2 separate regions of the Anser cygnoides genome follow, and region 1 is linked to region 2. The links are chromatin contacts, called in public Hi-C maps. All regions are on one chromosome and are shown on one strand. The core of a region is the stretch at or near the end of the contact, and the rest is flanking DNA. Distances in the headings are between cores, read along the strand shown.

Region 1 (3,991 bases), core at 1,389-3,888, 140 kb after region 2:
AGGGGACTCGGGACCTGGCCGCACAGCCCTGTAAGAACGAGGCTTCAGCACCAAGCGTGGCCGGCGGCTACCTTATTTGAAACTAAGAGAAGATAAAAAAAATAAAGAAATGCAACTTCTGAAAGCCAGAAACCAGCCTCCCGGGGACCCCGGCTGCTCAGTAAAGCTGCTGCCTGCAGCAGCCAGGAAGCGTTCTGCTGTTAGCTCCAAGAAAGGGGCAGGAACACAAGCGCTTCGTGTCACTGCAGCCACCGCCGCATCCGAGCACGCACACAGCTCATTTGTCGAGCTCTCACCTTCCCCTAAACCCCTGCTCACCGTTCCCTCCTCAGCGGGAGACAAACCCCAGGGGAAGTTTCAAGACGTTCACGTCTCGGACGCGAGGCGCAGCACGAACTTCACCTTTTTCCCCTGCCTTGTTCCTTCTGCTCTCCTGCCAGCCTCATTTACACCACGTCCAACTCCAGCCTGCGACACCTTCTGGCAGCTGCCTTGTCTCTTCGAATCTCGCTCGGAAGTTTACGGCACGGTTTGGGTATTGCAAACATAAACAATCAAGCCACAGAGTAACAAAGATTTGTTGCCACTGCAATATCAACACCAGCGCAGGCTACCTAAGCTCTTCAAGGAGAGTAATATCCCTGCATTGCACCTGATCTGTGTTTTCTAGTAGAAGGGCGGAAAGAAAACAGCTTCCCCTTCTTAAACCCTACGATCAGGAACTTCTAACAGGCCTCGAAGGAACATCCGCAGCAGCTGGGAACCAGGATGTGGCTTACGAAACCTAAAAAAAAGGGCTGAGGCTCTGGTTAAGAACTCGGTGCCGCGCTGCTGGCAGCTCAGAGAAATAAAATGGTGAAACCTCAAGGTGCTGAGGACCCGAGAGTCGCTGTCACGCCAGCCTGAAGTCAGCCAGCGCGCGCTCCGGGGTGGCCCTGGTTACGTGAGGTCAGGAGGAGCTACCTGATTTTCACGGACACTGAAAGAACATGAGAAGGACAAAAGAAAGCGGGGAAAAAAGCAGGTAATTAACGTGCCTGTCTTCCTAAACTCCCCCTGATTCAGCTTACCAGCAAAGTACAAACAGGTACGTGAAACAAGCAGCCTGTTGTAGGACTTTAAAGCCTTGGCGTTGAGGCGCTGTTTTTCAATTTGAGAAAAACGTGAGCAATTAGGGACTGAGAAGACAATTTTCCAGGTGATACCTCTGCAACAGATAGCCCGGTTCCCGAAAACGGTCAGACTTCATCTAAGTCATCAAGGGGGAGGAAATGAAGGCGCATGGACCAGCACTGGGAAGAAAGGGAGAGGAAAACAGAGCAGACTCAAGCGTGCACACGTGCTTCGTGCACAAACCCTGATGGAACTTCTCAGTGAGTCCTTCCGGAGCGATTCAGCTCCCGCAGCAGCAGTGCCTTTCCCTCACCAACGATCTCATTTCCTTCCGAAATAACCGGCGCTCGGACACACGGCACGTGGCGGAGGGCGCGGGGATGCCTCGAGAGCGTGACACTTGTTAAGTTCCTGCAGCGTAACCACAAAGCGCTCTCGTTTCAGAGCTGCAAGCCGAGCACACCTGCGGGAGACGTCCGGAGATATTTTGCCGGCACCGTCCCCTAAAAGAATTTACTTAGGGGGTTAGCTGACCATTTTAAAGAAACGCCACCAGACGTTGCATACAGCGAGGGTGACTTCAGCAGATACGCAGCAAGGGTGACCTCAGCTTCAGCAGACACGAGGAAACGGCGCTCTTTAGGAATTAGGAGTATATAGAGATTAATGAAAATAGAAATGAAAATAGAGTTAAAGCGTTTCCAAGTGCAGCCGGCCTTCTTTTGAAGTTGAGCGGAAGATGCCACATACGCCACTCTGTAGATACGCCCTGACACAGGGGCAGCTGCTTTTGTCTTCTCGGGAATAAAAGGGAATAAAACGCCCCCAGATCTTTAGTTTTGCCTGCCAGCAGGGCCCAGCAACCCCCAGACACAACAAAGGGGCTGCGCCACGAGCACCTGAAACCGGGCTGCGAGCAAAGCTGCTGCTCCGAAGGGGGACCAGGGAGGGGTCTGGGGTGGAAGGGGCCCTAAAGCCCTCTCAGCCTGGGCACCCCCAGCCCCTCTGGGCAGCCTGGGCCAGGCCCTCAGCGCCCTCAGAGGGAAGAATTTCTTCCCAACGCCTCCCCGAAGCCTCCCCCCTGCCAGGCTCCAGCCGGTGCCCCTCGTCCTGTCCCCCCAGCCCTGACAAAGAGTCCCTCCCCAGCTTCCCTGCCCCCCCTGCAGGCCCTGGCAGGCCGCCTGGAGCTCCCCCGTCCCGCCCCGCACCTTGTCGAGCAGCCCGTTCCTGCCGCCTTTGGCCGCCATCTTCTCGCCTCCCTCCTCCTCCTCCTCCTCCGCCGACCTGGGCGCTGCGGATTGGCCGCGCGAGGCACGCTGGGAGTTGTAGTTTTCTGCCCCCCCTCCCGTTGCCATGGCGACGGCGCGGCGAGGGGAGGGGGAGAAGATGGCGGGCGCGGCGCGGAGGCCGAGGGGGGAGAGGGGGAAGAGGGCGGGCGGCGCCGGGTCTGTGGGGTGAGGAAGGGGGGTGACGAGTGCTGTGGGCGCACGGATTGAAGTGTCGGGGTGCATCTGGGCCGTGTGGGGCTGCGGGAGTTGTGTGGGGGTGTTCAGGCGGGGTTACGTGTGGTGCTGTTCCGTGCATGTGGGTGTTCATGCGGTGCCGGTGTGTGTGGGCGTGCTGGGTGTCTGGGGCGCTGTAGGGGACGTACACGAGTGTGTCAGGACTGAGGGAGGCGCGTGTGCAAGGTGGGCTGTGAGTGGGGTGTGCGTGGGGAGCGGTGGCGCGGGCGGGTGGGGATGCTGGGGGCTGCTGGTCAGAGACACGCCAAATCTTTTAGGTCGGAAAAGTTCTCCAAGATCGCCTAGTCCGACCTTAAGCTGACAGAGAAACAAGTCTCATGCGTTTTTCATAAACGCCTGAACCTCCTTGAAGATTTCCTAACGTGACCCGCTCACCACAAGGCACCTAATTTCCAGCACACCTGTACCTTACCCGTGCTTTTGGCTCAATTTCCTCACATTCCTGTGATGTCAAATTCCCAGTCTCCTTCCTCTGTACCCCCGTGAAGCAAGGCCTCAGAAGTCCTGAGATTTAAAGGTATTTTTTCACAAGTCACACGGGCAGCTGCGTGCCCCTGGCATGCCCTGTGCCACCACCATCTCGCCGCTGTGCCACCCAGCAGTGCCAGCATGGCGCTGAGCACCTCCGTGGGTGCTGAAGCACCATCGTTACCCGTACCGATGGTGCTGTGCTTCATGCTACAGTTAATTACTGATGTAGCACCCCCGAACTGTATTTCCAAGGACTGAAAGGTGGGTGATTTTTTTTCCCAGAGCCTCCTCAGATTGCAAGGGAAAAGAGCCGGGGGAAGGAGGAATGGGTAAAGCCGCAATCCCCTGAGTCACCGTCCACACAGCCTGACCCGCACGCTCTCTGGTGTCTGCATTTTGCTCTCCTGAGATGGAAAATAATGCACATATGCCTATCACCTCATTTTGTTCTCCATTTTAGAAGCGATGCTCTTCATGTGGCACTAACAGTGTTCCTTTGCGTACAAGCCGATACTTAATTTGTGACTACCTCTGTAAAGAGCTGCTTAAAGCAAAGTAATGCTGGAAGTAGTGAAAAATTTAACTCATTTATTTATTTCCCACTTTTCCCAGGAATACTGCAGTCGAGATGGCTACAACCGGACTCTATAAAATGGGTGATGGAAGCAATTATGCCACGAACTGCTTTCCTGCCAGAAACATTTTGCACAACAGTAAAGAAGTGACGCTGACTGCTGCTGGCGAAGTCACCCTGCAGAATTATGGCATGCCCACAGGGGCAGATCCACCAGCCATGCCAGATACATTTAGCTGTGGTTTTCTGCATCAACATCACAGCTGATAACCCAGATAACAGAACTTAAAGCTATGCCTAAACTGGCCTA
Region 2 (4,547 bases), core at 318-2,817:
AGATTTGCCGTGCCAACGAACGCTGATGAAACTCTAAAGAGAGAGTGAGAAAGTCCATCAGGAGCCCTGCCAGCTCCAGCCAAAAGCGATCGGGGCAGCGATCGGTCCGCGGGGCTTTAAATCCTGCCCTGAAACCACGCTGCCAGGCAGCTGCTGCCCGGGAGGGAGGGCGCTGAGATGGGGGCTCAGCCCCAGGAGCGTCTGCCAGGCAAGAACGGGGAAATTGGGGCCAGGTTGAAGTGTGGGGAAGAGCTTCGGGGAAATTAAGGTTTGGGTTGGTGAAAAAGAGGAGCAGCAGAGGGCTAAGAAGGGTGCCAGGGACAGCCAAGACCCTGCGAGGGTCTCTTCAGTTCCATTAAACTGTAAGGAGCTGATACCTTTCTTTGCTGTTGTTTAAGAGGAATCAAGGTGTGACTGTGTTGTTTTTTCCAGGCAGACCTCCTCGCCTACCTCCCCTCAGCGATAAACAGGCATTATATATAAATCAGAGAGGCTCCTGCCAGCCCCACTCTTTCCATTTAAAATATTTTAGGGAATTGCCTTGAGAGGGACAGAAACAGGGGTAAAAGTGCGGGCAGTAAGGCAGGATTTACCTCAGCAGAGCACCCTGCTTCAAAAAAAAATAAAATCGTGTTTATTTCTCCCACAGGCCACACGCGTGCCTGCTGCAGGCCCCCAGTGCCGTTCAATCCTCCTCCTTCAGGCTCGAGGCCCCTGGCCTCCTGCCAGCGTGGACACAGCTGACCCTGTAACTGCTACGTGGATGTTTACTAAGGGCTAAGGTCCGGTCCTGCCTCTGCAAGCACTAAAAATAAAACTTTTCTGTGCTCTGGGCAGCAGGGCTGCCCCCGATAGCTTTAGGAGCATCCCCTCAGCCCAGGACGACCCCAAGCGCCCTTCAGGCAGGAGAAGGAGCCTGGGGGGAGCCTGCTGGGTGCTGGCTGTGATCCTACAGCCGGAGGGGACGGAGCTGGGCCGCCTGAGGGCTGACAGGGACGACCCCATGGCTGCCAGCCCCACAGCCCCGCTCCCCTCACAGCGCCCCTGCGCCGCCCTAACATGGCCGCCGCCGCGCGGGCCACACTCAAGATGGCCGCCGCTCGGCGCTGGGGCGGGGCCTGGCTGGCTGCGCTCAGCGTGCCACACTCAACATGGCCGCCGAGCCGCGACGCAACGGCGTCCGGCTGGTATTGATGGACACAGCAGAGAACCAATCGGATTGCGAGAAGAGAGGGGAAGGCCAATCACGCTGCAAGAAGCGAGGAGGAGGGCCAATCAGACCGCGGGGGCGGGCGGCGGGTAGCGAGGCGAAGCGGCGAGCGGGCAGGGTTGGGTGCGCTGCGCTGGCCCTGGTGTGGGGGCAAGGACAGGGATAGGGACAAAGACAGGGATAGGAACAAAGACAAAGACAGGGACAGAGACAAAAACAGGGACAAAGATAGGGACAGGGATAGTGTGTTTTCCCTTCTACGCAGCAGGAGTGTCCCCTGTTTGCTCCTGCGCTGTACAAATGCCCGTTATGGCGGTCTCTGCCCTCCCCCGTCAGCACAAGCAGACATTTTCCCCACGCAGCCCCCGCTGCCTGCCGCCATCCCTCCTCCATCCCCCTGCGGCTCCCCCACCGCCGGGGTTTCGCCCTATAACGCCCCAAAAGGAAAGGGGACAGGCGGCGGAACGCGGGGCGGGGGCCGCGGGGTGCGGGGGGAGCGCTTTGGGCGGCGGACGCGGCTCTGTGGGGATGAGCGCGGCGGGGTCCAAGGTAATGGGGTGGGAGGTGGATTAGGTCGGAAATTAGGAGAAATGAGGAGACATTTCTTCTCAGAAAGGGCCGTCAGGCGTTGGGACGGGTTGCCCAGGGAGGTGGTGGAGTCCCCGTCCCTGGGGGTGTTCAAGGCAAGGCTGGACGTGGTGCTTGGGGACATGGTTTGGTGGGGGACAGTGGTGGTAGGGGGGTGTTGGGCCAGATGATCTTGGAGAGCTTTTCCAACCTTAATGATTCTGTGACAGGCCCAGATTCTGTTACTGGTGATGGGTCTGGAGGTGTAGGGCCTCCCCACCCCTCCCTGGGAGCCCAGGGACCACCCCAGTGCCACAGGGTCCAGGACAGCCCCCAGCCCTGTCACCACCATCGGGGACCCTTCAGCTCTCCGGTCCTCCCCACGCCGTATCTCTCTGGTGGCGAGGCGAGGGTGTCAACCAGATGCAGCCCACCAGGGCTGTGGTGACGGCAGAGCAACGCTCCCTTTTTCGCTCCGCCATGGCCGAGCTGCGTTGTCGCTGGTCCGCGCGGAGCTGGGGCAAGCGCAAGGGTTGTTCGCGTGACCGTTGTAGCCCGGAGACGTTGGGGCGGTGCGAGGGGCGAGTGGGATCTGTAACCGCAGGGAGGAGGATCTCCAACCCCGACTCCTTCAAAGGAAGGTGAGGGGGGTGCGGGAGAACCTCGTCGTAGTCACCATCACCCTCCTCCTTTGTCACTTCCCTCTGCGTGGCGGTGGTGTTGTGGGGAGCGGTAGCCGTGGGTGGATCGGGAGGTTTGTTGGCGCGTTCGGAGGGTTTGGGGTGTTGTTTCGAGGGGTATGTTCTGGGAGGCGCCGCTGAAAATTCACCGAGCTTGCTTTGTGACTGCGGTGCAGGTGCTGTGCCTGAAGAAGGGAATGCTGCTGAAGCAGGTGTTCGCTCTTAGCAGGTGAGTGGTTTGAAATCAAATCTGTTAAACAAAACACAGCATAAGGGGTTAAGAACACTTGATCGCTGCTACAGACTGGGTCAGAAGACATACGCGATTTTAAAAAGTACTTCTTGATAAGGAAAGTTTTCTGATTGTGGAGGGAAGACTTTCAGCTGAAATCAGGGAGGTGAAAGACCTCTAGGATGAGGACAGGAGAGAGTCTCTGATAGCAGGATCTGATCCGTGGCTGATGGATTTGAGGCTTTGCGGAGATCGGCCAGATATGTAGCGTTTCCATAGCTGTGTGAGATTGGAGTTTTAATGATTATCTTGTTTCCTACAGATAATAATTGTCTTGTTTCCTACAGAGCAGCAACACCCCGAGAAAGCCGTCTGTGTGCTGCAGGTAAGGCTTCTCATCAATCCCATGCAAGACAAACTTTATCTACATAAATATTTCACATTTGAGTGTTCACGTCTCCTTTTGATTTTTTTTTGTCAGTCACATTTTGGCTGGTTAAATAACCCCAGCGCGTGCTGTTGCGCTTCCACCTATACCTTTTTTTTCCCCTAACCTTTTCTCCTGTTTCCCCTTTCTTGGCTGGGCAGATGCTCCTGTTCATGGCGTTACGCTGCAGGGTGGCACCAGCCAGCCCCTGTTGCTCTACTGCTGCCCAGGAAGTGAGTTATACCCACAGGAGGTTCCACTTTAACATTTGTTGAGCTGGTGGAGTCCTCTGTTTAAATTTGAAGTAGAATTTGATTTTGACATGGAGGCAAAGTGTAACCAAGTGGCTTAGATCCTTGGTGCTCAGCTTCTCTTTGCTGTTCTGAGCTTCGTTTATTAAAATGAAAGCTGTGGAGGGTTTCATTTTACTCTGGAGAAGGAAGTATAAATAAAAGCTGATGCCATTTTGATTTGGCTTCCTAGCATATGAATATTTGAACAGGCTGGATTTAAAATTAAGCGGGCTCAGATCCATCATAACAACATCGCTGCTGTCACGTAAGAGGAGACAGATGCAACGTTTCATTAGGATCCTCACCATCCACTGGTGCTGACAAGCCTGCCTCTTTTTTTTTTTTTCGTTTTGTTTGCTTGAGAATTTGCCTGGGAAATGAGTCACTTTTAATCTCTACCTCCCTTACGGGTTGCTCCCCGTAACCGACTGTGAATTGTAGCAAGCCTGATGGGCTACACGGGCTGCTCGCGTGGGGTAGAGACCGCTGAAGCCTTGGTCTGCCTTTGCCTTCCCTCAAAGAACTAAGGAGAAATCCTTGTCCCCAGCAAGGATTCTGGGCTTGTGAAGCACCCGTGGCTGTTTGTTCCAAGAGGGGATGTGTGCTGTTTGGCAGAAAACGTGTTTGCTCTGCTTTGATTTTAAGGTGGTGCCCTCGTGAGCTGCCACAGACAGTACAAATCCCGTCCTACACATGGCATTGGGAAGTATAAACATCTACTCCCGAAGGAGGTAGGCATAAAAACTCCCTTACTCTTCTTGCTTTCACCGACCCGTCTATTTACAGGCTGATTAAAACGTTGATATTATTAAATCCGTGGCTGGTGAACGGTATTAAAAAGGAGGCAGGTAACAGTTTACCGCTACATCTCTCAGTAGAAACTGTTATGAAGTACAATGCTGCCCAAATACTTTCTTTTGTCCACCACGCTCCTGTTTAAATTAACGAGTAGCCCGGGAGGGAGGAAGGTCTTCCTGATGATGAAGTTGACAAACCAACTTCAGATCGTTGCCGAGCGTTGTGAGCAGCTCTTATTTGCATTTAAACTTTTTACATTCCCTGAAATTTGGAAGGAGGACAGTTTTTTTTTGCAAAATGAGGTAACGATAACTCATCCAGGGAGCTGCCTCGGAGGCGG

Evidence for each region. Hi-C and Micro-C count contacts between places; a contact is called where the count stands out from the background.
Region 1: a contact with region 2 is called in a Hi-C map of liver, with 9 times the contacts expected there. The contact joins the promoter of SPCS2 here to the promoter of MRPL48 in region 2. A contact is called at or near these places in 2 of 7 Hi-C or Micro-C datasets (both in liver).

What each region holds. Positions count from the first base shown.
Region 1 is chr1:211,265,893-211,269,883 of Taihu_goose_T2T_genome, forward strand. It overlaps SPCS2 (signal peptidase complex subunit 2), which reads right to left and starts at 2,639. Exons shown (of 5, transcript XM_066990066.1): 1 at 2,322-2,639. The coding sequence starts at 2,624. It overlaps XRRA1 (X-ray radiation resistance associated 1), which reads left to right and starts at 3,946. Exons shown (of 18, transcript XR_010828472.1): 1 at 3,946-3,991.
Region 2 is chr1:211,130,057-211,134,603 of Taihu_goose_T2T_genome, forward strand. MRPL48 (mitochondrial ribosomal protein L48) reads left to right here and starts at 1,568. Exons shown (of 8, transcript XM_048047981.2): 1 at 1,568-1,759; 2 at 2,634-2,686; 3 at 3,037-3,074; 4 at 4,055-4,140. The coding sequence starts at 1,739.